2 separate regions of the Oryctolagus cuniculus genome follow, and region 1 is linked to region 2. Evidence: chromatin contacts called from public Micro-C data. All regions are on one chromosome and are shown on one strand. Each heading gives the region's core, a stretch centred on a gene start, on an enhancer-like site or on the middle of the called end of the contact. The rest is flanking DNA. Distances are from core to core; before and after follow the strand shown.

Region 1 (4,893 bases), core at 1,081-3,580, 180 kb before region 2:
TCTGTATAACCTCAAGCAAGTCAATATGCAAGTATTTTTGACTTAATAATTGTTTCAACTCGGAATGGAGGTATTATTGAGTATTTTAAATTTGTTTCCCATGGTTTTAACCATTTTCTCTTCTTTACTGATAGAGTGTGAATGAGAGCAATTTAAAAACAGAAAATAAAACAGCAACATTTTGCCATAGTAAAATCTGGCAAAATAACATGATTAAGCAAACCATACTTTACAATTTAAGTAAAAGAAAAACATATAAACATAGGGAGTGGGCATTTAGCCTACTGAGTAAGATGCCAGTTTGAGTGCCTGCATCTCATTTCAGAAGGCCCAAGTTCAATTCCTGATACTGGCTCCTGACTCCAGCCTCCTGTCAGGGCAGATCCTGGGAGACATTAGGGATGCTTCATGTAACTGCCAACTATGTGGGAGACCAGGGTTGAGTTCCTAGTGCGTGGCTTAAGTCCTCTCCAGTCCTGACCATTGCAGGCAACTGGGAAGTGCAACAGCAGGTGGAAGCTCTGTCTCTTAAATAAATTAAACAAAAATACAGTATTCACTGATAAATACAGCCTTCTGCCTGCAACATTTTTAACCAATAGCATGGCACCCCCTTCCATAAACTGGACTCATAAATTTACTAAGTAGAAAAAAGTTTTTCTAGTTCTTCAGGTTTGCAAATTTTATCATTTCCTTCAGTTCTTATGATTTGTAAACATCATCTAATGTATAATGCAAAGGGGATAAAACAGCAATCTGAATCACTATAATCTCATTGGACTGAACTGAGGTGTAGCTTTGCAATATTAAGAAAAGAATAATAAAGAAATAAGTATGCAAGGTATGTTTAGCTTTAACAGGATTAAGAATATTTCAAGTATTAAACTTTCTTTTCAGGCACACAGAAGCAATACAAATAGTATATTACCAATTAATTCCACTTAATTAAGAAGTATTTCTGCATTAATTTCATGCGCCGACTAGTCTGAGCTACAGGGTGTCTGATGAAAACCGTAATTTCTAAGTGTATTGTGATGGTGCTTCAGGATGAGGGCAGCATTTGATTTGGGTGGACTCAGCAGTTTGTCCTCCCCAGACTGCCTGGGCATCATCCAATTCATTGAGGGCCTGAACAGAACAAAAAGGCAGCGGGATTTGCCCCTATGTCCTGCCTGTAGACTAAGCTGGGACACTGGTGTTCTCCTCTTTGACTGGGACCTACGGCATCCACTCCCCAGGTTCCTGGGTCTTTGGAGCTGGACTGAATTATGTCTCCACTTTTCCTGGATCTCCCCTTGTAGACAATAGACCATGGGGCTTAGCAGCCTCCATAATCACCATATGGGCTAATTCCTCATAATTCTCTCTCTCTCTCCAAATTTCTCTTCAAGTAAATCTTTGTTAGGGGTCTCAGATTTGACTTGAGGAATTTCAGAGACACTGTTTCTCTTTTCACTTTCTATTCAAACTTTGTAGATTTTCACACTAAGCCTCTACCTCCATTGGTATGAGTGAGTGACACTGTTCTAAATTCATGGTAACCAGGAAACCAGCTCACTGTCCAGTCAAGGAGAGAAGAATGGCAGCAAGCACTGATATTCTACACTGAACTTAGTGTTCTATTATCACTGCCCTGCAGAAGGTGAGGAGGAAGGGGAGAAGATTTTTAAGGAGGAGTCAGTCCAGAGAGTCAGCTTCTATTTCTCTACTATTTTGGGATGAAGTCCAGGTACATGGTAGCATAGATTGTGGCAGCAGTAGAAAATCCTGTGTCCTATGTCCCTATCCTATAAAGGCATTTCCTTTTGGGAAGGGAGTGGCTCATAGAATGTCAGGAAATGTCTCAGGGCAGAAAAGGAACAGGAAGTTGTTCATTGCAGGTCACTCAAACAGCACAGGCCATGGTAAACACTTAGCAGTGGGACAAACCGGCTTTAACTTTGTTTTTTTTTTTTTTTTTTGGACAGGCAGAGTGGACAGTGAGAGAGAGAGACAGAGAGAAAGGTCTTCCTTTTGCCGTTGGTTCACCCTCCAATGGCCGCCGCGGCCGGCGCGCTGCGGCCGGTGCACCGCGCTGATCCGATGGCAGGAGCCAGGAGCCAGGTGCTTTTCCTGGTCTCCCATGGGGTGCAGGGCCCAAGCACCTGGGCCATCCTCCACTGCACTCCCTGGCCACAGCAGAGGGCTGGCCTGGAAGAAGGGCAACCGGGACAGAATCCGGCGCCCCGACCGGGACTAGAACCTGGTGTGCCGGCGCCGCTAGGCGGAGGATTAGCCTAGTGAGCCGCGGCGCCGGCCCTTAACTTTGTTTTTTAAACTCCCTCCAAGCAGCTCATCCTGTTCAGAGATCTCTGAGGTGCCTTAGAAGCCATACTACAGCCCCAGGTTTCCAAGCTAACCAAATGGTAGCAACAGCCACTGTTCACTGGTGTGCAATGAGCTAGGCATGTTCCTCGTGCTCTTACACGTGGGGAAAAATTACCCTGTTTCCTTATGGAGGGAAAATAATATCATTTAACACACAAACACACACAAATAGAGTCTGAATTCAGCTATAGGAGAATCATAAAAAAGGCTAAGTCTTACAGCATTAAAGGGCAAATCCATCCACATGTCCCAGGTAATGGAGAGGGATTCTGCTGCATTGTTTTATTTATGAACAACATGACTTGGCCAAAAATACTTTGTTGTATCTCTTGGCCTGTTTCCTATCAAACAGCTGTTCATGCCCTGGATGCTGTCTGGTGTGTGACCTCTACCAGAGGCACTGCTATAAAACAGGAGCCAGGCAAAGGAGCCTATAGCACTGGAATATGGATGATGTCTTAGCGCCAGGCCCCTACTCAAATGTGCTCACTCAAGACTTTGGCAATCCAGCTGGCCAGGGGTGTTCTCCTTTCTCCAGAAAAACAGAGTGAGTATGCAGGGTCCAACAAACAACATTAGCTCTGGATTTTGATCTCCAGGGGCTTAATCACTAGCAGCTCTCCAGCATCACATGTGTGGACTCCTAACTTGTTCAATGACCTTACCATTCATCTTCTCATTTTAGTCCCAAAAGCCTTATAGGACATGGTAGGATAAATAGGGCTCTACCTTCCTTCCTGAATAGTAGTGACAATGGGAACCTATACACGCAAATGAAAAAAATGCAACAGAGAAGCAGATCTAATTCAGAGCACACTGCTACCTCCAGTGAATATTCTGCTTCCCTACTTCGGGAGCACTCCGCCTGACCAGCCCCTCCTAGATACACCCTGTGATTTTTCTGTGCAATCCTCGAAGGTCAGAGGAATCTGAGAAGCTGCAGGGCCACTGTGCTTGCTTATCCCTCCCTTCCTTCCTCTACCTCGCCAATATTACAGCCCCTACCGGATGGTAAGCATGGGGAGAAAGTCACCACCATGATAAAAATTAAAAAAAAAAAAAATAGACAAAAAGCTATAATGTTGGTGCATGATTTGTATTACGGAGAAAAAGAGGGAACAAAAGTTAGGGCAGGGTTAAGAAGGTTCAGGAGTGTTGGGAGTGCAAGGAGGGTGTAGACCAAGCAGTAAGTAGGTGGCAGGCCCGGTCTGAACTGTGAAGGTGACATTGAGACACTTCCCAGTTAGCTGCTGCTGAAAGAACATGACAGGAAGCAGCAGAAACTCACACACAGGCCCTAAGAAGGGAGAGTGCCTGGCAAGTTCCAGGATAGACAAGGAGGACAATGTGGCCAGAGGCAAAGAGCACAGATCCTGCAGGGCGCGTGAAGCCACAAGGTCTCTCAAGAGCCAGGGTCAATGTGGAGTGTTTGCAGGGGTGGAGAGGAGGGAAGGCAGGCGGGGTGGAATAAGGGATATTCACTAACGTTCTCACGGGAGGTCCCCATCTACCCCACATGCCTGAGCAGATCACCGCCTGGCTCCTTCCTCTCACAGCAGAACGCTATCCCCCAAACCCGAGGCATTGACTGCACGGGGAGAACTGCTTTCCCATGCACGCCAAGGCTCAGCTCAGTTGTAGCCGCGCTCTGGTGCTTGTCACAACGCATCCACTTCACACCGTCTTCCCTACTCACCCGCCCCTATTTTCAGGGTAGGAAGGAGAGCACTTTAATTCCAGTTTATTAATGAACCCCAGGCAGCATTCAATGTTCCTGTCCCCAAATATGGCTTCATCACTGGAGACACAAAGCTTGCAAAATGCTTCCCTTGAGAAAATGTTCTCATTGGAAGGGAAGAGACTTCCCAACAGGGGAAATCTGCTAGCTTCTTCAGGCTATGGTAGAAACCCGACTCCTTGCCCACCTGGAGGACTTCACCGGCGGTAAACCATCAAATGAACTGTCCATGCACCAGCTTCTCTCATTTTGGTTCTGATTTTGTAATCACTGCAAAGTAAAATCAGTCCCAGGACCCCTGAGGATACCAAAATTCACAGACATTCATGTCCTGTATATAAAACGATCGCAGTGTTAGTACAGAACCTCCATGCATCCTCCTGTAGACTTAAATCATCTCTAGATTACTCCAGTTATACTGGTCAGGGAATAATGACAAGAAAAAAAGTCTGTACATGCTTGGTACCGACCTACTTTATCTGCCTGAATGTTTCTGATCCTCAGTGGCTGAATTTATGGCTGTGGACACCACAGCATGGAGGGCCAGCTGCACTCTGCTCACACTCATAGTAAAGGTAGCAAGAATGTGAGGTCAAGATCAAAGGCGAGAACGACTGCCCCCATCACATGGCTATTCACTTGTTTCCTCGATCTCAAGACTGATACACTATTTTATTGTCATGAGCTCCGGATGCAAAAATAAAATAACATAAAATAACATAACATAACATAACATAAAATAACATAAAATAACATAAAATAAATAACATAACATAACATAACATAAA
Region 2 (4,671 bases), core at 2,110-4,609:
TTTTACTCCGTATGCCACTTACCCTGTACTTTCCTTCCGGTCCTTAACACATTTGGTTTTCTTTTATAATCACGTGCATGCTTTATTTACCTTGCAAAAGACCTGGGAAAGGGCGGATATAAAGTGCATGCATGCAAACTAAACCTTACATTCTGGAAAGTTTACATTTCAAGTGCACAGGTACAGGTTTACTTGCGCATACATAATGGATACAATGAGAGAGAGATTCAAAAAGGAATGTATTAATAAAAGATGCCATAAATCTCTAAAGGTAATAAAATTTGCAGAAACATATTTTTAGTGAATTGTGTTGTACTTTTTATTCGTTTCTTCAGGCACATAATAGCTACCTGCATTTCTAGAATGACTGACAACCTTCATCAACATACAAGTATCTATATGGAAGACTCCCCTACGCCATAGCAGTAACATGAAATAGGAATCCTCCAGCATAAAGGAAAAGCCTGAATCATATACCCTCCATTTTCCTTCAAACCCATATTCAATCGATCACATTTGTTTTTCATTATTTTTAAAATCAGTCCTAATTTAACCCTGTGATCTTGCATTCCTGAGCTGGACTCAGATTTATTCTATCTCCTAACTCCTCTGCAGTATTAACAGCCTTGCAAGTACCTCTGTCAGGAGCCTCTGCTGGTTATGGCTACAAGTGAGGAGTTTTGCAGCTGGCCAGTCATTATGGCTCCCCAGGGGTCAGCAAGAAAAGGTCATTCCTTGCAAAAGCCCTCAGCTTCCCTAGTTGGCATGCAAGTTTTCTAACCCTTGGAGCAGGGCTTGTGTTAGCAGTGGGTTTCTATCATCTGAGAATCAGCACCAACACCACCAAGGCAATTGTGATTAGGCTAAGCCCTCACTACAGGGAAATAAAACTTAAGAAGCGTAGGTTGAAACAACTAAGTAAATAAACGTCAAGGTCTGCTGAGCCCAGGCGCACAAGATCTTGAGGCCAGGTAATCCCAGCGCTTCCCAAGGCGCGGCCCCACGATCCTTGCCTTTAATACTTCTGTGCTACGGACACCTGCAGCAGACCTGTTTTCCAAGCTCTGGTTAAATTCCCTGTGAACCTCATTAGCGTGACTTGCCCACCCTCTACCAACACTTTGCAAATGGATTAATGGGAATCTCACCTGCACCCTTGAAAGGAAGGAGATGACAACAACCCGTGGAAATATCCAGTAGCATAGCAGAAAAAGCCAAGAAACGCAATCAAACAGCCCCCAAATTAGAACTGAAGCATAGGTGCCTACAGGCTGCTGCTTTTTATGAGAAAAAAAATTGCTCAAGAAAGTTAAATACTTGTTCTGATAAAAGCTTCAAAAATAATTGTTGTGATATGCTTTTAATGATTTAATTGTGTTTTCAAATTTGCAAGTTAGAGAATCAGGCAAAAGTGAAATAATTATACAAATGTCATCAGATAGAAAATACATTCTCTAAAAATATGGAAAACCAAATTCTTGGACTCTTTAAAAAAATAATAAAAACCGATCTTAAGTAGCCTTAAGGTGATTCTTGAGGCACTTGTGGGTAAAAACCAGAGAGGAAAAAAGTTCAATGACCTTGCAAATTACGGACCAAGAAACTGTAATAGTGTGATTGCACAGCTTCGGTGGAACTGCAGGAAAACACTAGTCCGGAAATTGCTTTTTTGGAAAATTACTATGAGGTAGGGGGGAAAGGGGGGGGGGGACTGGGAGGGGAGGCTGCACTAGTTAAGACAGGGAGCAAAACCGATGCAAAATGCAACCTCCTCTGCCCCAACTGTCAAGCAAACAACTTCGGAGCATCTTTAGATAAAAAGAAAAGCAGTCATTTGCAGGGCGTTCGCTGAAGGTTCGCGAGTTGGATGAATGGGGCAGACTTGTTATACACCTAGTGGTGGGTGGATTTCACCAGGCTGCAGCCTCCTCGCAGCTTTTCTCTGCTGCACTGCAGAGGCGCCATCTTCTCCGTCTTAATCTTCACTCAATTCAATCCTTTTATCTGCACCCTAAAAAAAGAGACCCTGCGGACCTCCCCAGCATCCTGCGCCCCCGGGGGGACTCAACCAGAGTCCCCAGAGCTGCCAGGCGGGAGGCCGCGCCTTAATCAGACAAACGCCTCCTTTGATGCCCAGGAGGGGAGAGCCCGTGCCTCCCCATCACCCGCCACTGCCCTTTGCCAGACGCACAGCCCGCTCTCCGCGCACTCCTCCCCCAAGGACTCTGCAGCCCAGCACGGAACACACACGCCCGGGAGGCGATTCGGGGCTGGGAAGCCGAGAGGCCCCAGGGCTCGCCCGGAGAAGCCCCAGCCCCCTCCCGGGCGGACACGCAGCGCCGGGAGCCTCCGTGGCGCACGGAGACCCCCGCGGCTCAGCCACCGCGCCCCGGCCCGCCAGGGCGGAGTGCGGCGGCTTTTGTTCCCGGGACCCTTCCTCTCCCTTTTTGGGGAAGCAGCCGAAGGGGCGAGCGAACGCCCGGGACGCCCAGGCTTCGGGCTGGCTCTGGGTCTCCGACCCCTCCCATCTCTCGCAACTTAACACAAAAGGGAGACGCAGAAATGCTCAAAGTTTGCCTGCGGAAGGCGGTGCGCGACCCCGACGCCGGCCCCGGCCAGGGGGGCCGCCGCCGGCAGCCGGCAAGGGGAATGAGGAGATTTGGGCAAGGAAGGGAGTGGGGGGCGGGAAAGGAAGGTGAAACGGGGCGGAGGAGGCAGAGAGAAGCGAGGGGGGCCCCCGGTTTCCCAAGCGGTCCCGGGGCCTCAGAGAAAGCCAAGGGCACGGATTTCAGACCCCGGATCCGGGGACGCTGCGTTTTCGGCTTTTCCCCCACGTGCTCCCTTCCCCTTCCCCCATCTGGACGCCTCTCGCCTTTCCCAGCCCCCGCTCGCGAGGTAAGGACTGAGTCGGGGTCCAGCATTAGCGTCGACCCTTCCCCTTCTCGCCCGTGAACAGGGGTGCCCGGTCGCCCAGCCGACCCCTCGCCTCCGAGGGCTGGAGCGCGCGTCCCCAGGGCAGGGCTGGGCCGAGGGCGGGATGCGCAGGGCACCAGCGAGCGGAGGTGGAGGGCAGCGGGGTCCCCGCGACCACCCCAGACTTCTCCGTATTAGAGACTGGGGGGGGGTAATGTCCCCCCGCCACACACACACACCCAACCCCCTTCCGAGGCGCGGCACCCACCTCCAGCGCCCGAGCCGTCCAGGCGGCCAGCAGGAGCAGTGCCAAACCGGGCAGCATCGCGACCCTGCGCGGGGCACCGAGTGCGCTGCTCTGCGAGTGGGATCCGCCGCGCCCTTGCTCTGCCCGCGCCGCCGCCGCCGCCGTCTCCAGGGGTCCCGCACCAGCGCTGCTCCGTGTGCTCTCGCCTACCGCCGCTGAGGAAACTGACGAAGCCGGAGTGCGGCGGCAGGGCTCGCAGCCCGGAGAGTCAGCTGATCCGGCCCGCCCCGCTCGGCACCCGAGAGAGACCCCTAGCGGAGCCGCCGGGGAGCTGCGCCCGCTCACGCCCGCAGGGGCCCGCGCCCCCGGCGCCCACAGGTGCAGCGCTGTGGGCGCCGCGCCAGCGCCCCGCGCTCCTCCCTCGCCGGCCGGCGCCCACCTGGGAACAGTGGGAGGGAGAGTCCTGGGCCAGGAGAGGGACGGTGCGCAATCGGGGGAAGGTGAGTCCTAGGACGTCTGGGCTCCAGAAAAGTCGGGAGCGCTCCCTGCTCGCTCCCGAGAGCTTGAATCAGCCGACCCCGCAGGCCTCCCGGGGACGTCGTATAAAGGGCTGCTGCTGGGCTGCGTCTTGATCCGCATTTCGGTTTTTGTACCGACTTGGAGAGGTGGGGCAGGCGTTTCTGGGAGAGAATGGGAGCAGGAGAGGCTTCAAGGCACTAGGATGTCTTTGCTTGTTCAGAGAGCAAAAGCCTCATTTTTTTTTTTTTTTCATGTCAAAAGCAGCCGGCAGCAACCTGGAATGTCTATCTTTAGATTGAACCAAAGGAGAAAAAGCTGTGGACCTAGGCAAGAATCGGGCGACCCATTTACTTCTTCCTGAAAGACGGGGTTTTGTGTTATTTTTTTTTCTTTTTGCATTTATGTTCGTTTTACCTTCTTTTCTTTTCTTTTCTTTTCTTTTTTTTTTTTTTTTTTTCCGAGAAAGGGACTGTCAGTGACCTCGCCTTCGGTCCTTGTTCTCCCTGTGTCTGCTCAGAGTTAACAGAAGTGAACCTTCCGCAAAGCCACTGCTCCTTGATTACATACAAACAGGCCAGTGCGCAGGGTCCAGCTAGTCTAGAATGATCTGGAACCTCCCAGATGTGTCCCCTGCTCCTGAGCTGAAGTAGCGCGTGTCACCGAGGCTACAAGTCCGCAGGGGCTGGCGGGTGGGAGGCGGTGAAGCCGGGGAGGACTCTGGCCCTTCCCACGAGCTGCACTGCAGCCTGTGGTTCCTGTCACCTGTTTGGTGCACTGCTGGACAGTGTCCAGCCAAGGGGGCTGCAGACTTTCTTCCTGAGGAGTGGGCATTTATCTCCCAGCTCCCTTCCATGTCATCTTCTCTCTTCCCCTGCCCCAGGTGTTCAGTCCTGACTCACTGTCCTTTGTCCTCAGCAAATGGTCACAAATGCTTGTTTCCATGCAATATGGGTTTACGTGCTTCATGCCGTTTCCCACCTGCAAAAGTGAGG

The links. A called contact is a pair of places that touch in the nucleus more often than the background predicts.
Region 1: a Micro-C map of ear pinna shows a contact between it and region 2, with 3 times the contacts expected there. The contact joins the enhancer-like site here to the promoter of APP in region 2. A contact is called at or near these places in 2 of 6 Hi-C or Micro-C datasets (ear pinna and an unstated tissue).

Annotation. Positions count from the first base shown.
Region 1 is chr4:19,864,813-19,869,705 of mOryCun1.1, reverse strand. All of the region lies in intron 8 of APP (amyloid beta precursor protein), which reads right to left. Among named protein-coding and RNA genes, the nearest start is that of APP, 180 kb to the right of the region's middle. Within about 2 kb of position 2,330, at least 1 of the 8 cell types and tissues checked has an H3K27ac peak or open chromatin away from gene starts, as enhancers often do.
Region 2 is chr4:19,689,460-19,694,130 of mOryCun1.1, reverse strand. APP (amyloid beta precursor protein) reads right to left here and starts at 3,359. Exons shown (of 18, transcript NM_001195669.1): 1 at 3,182-3,359. The coding sequence starts at 3,238.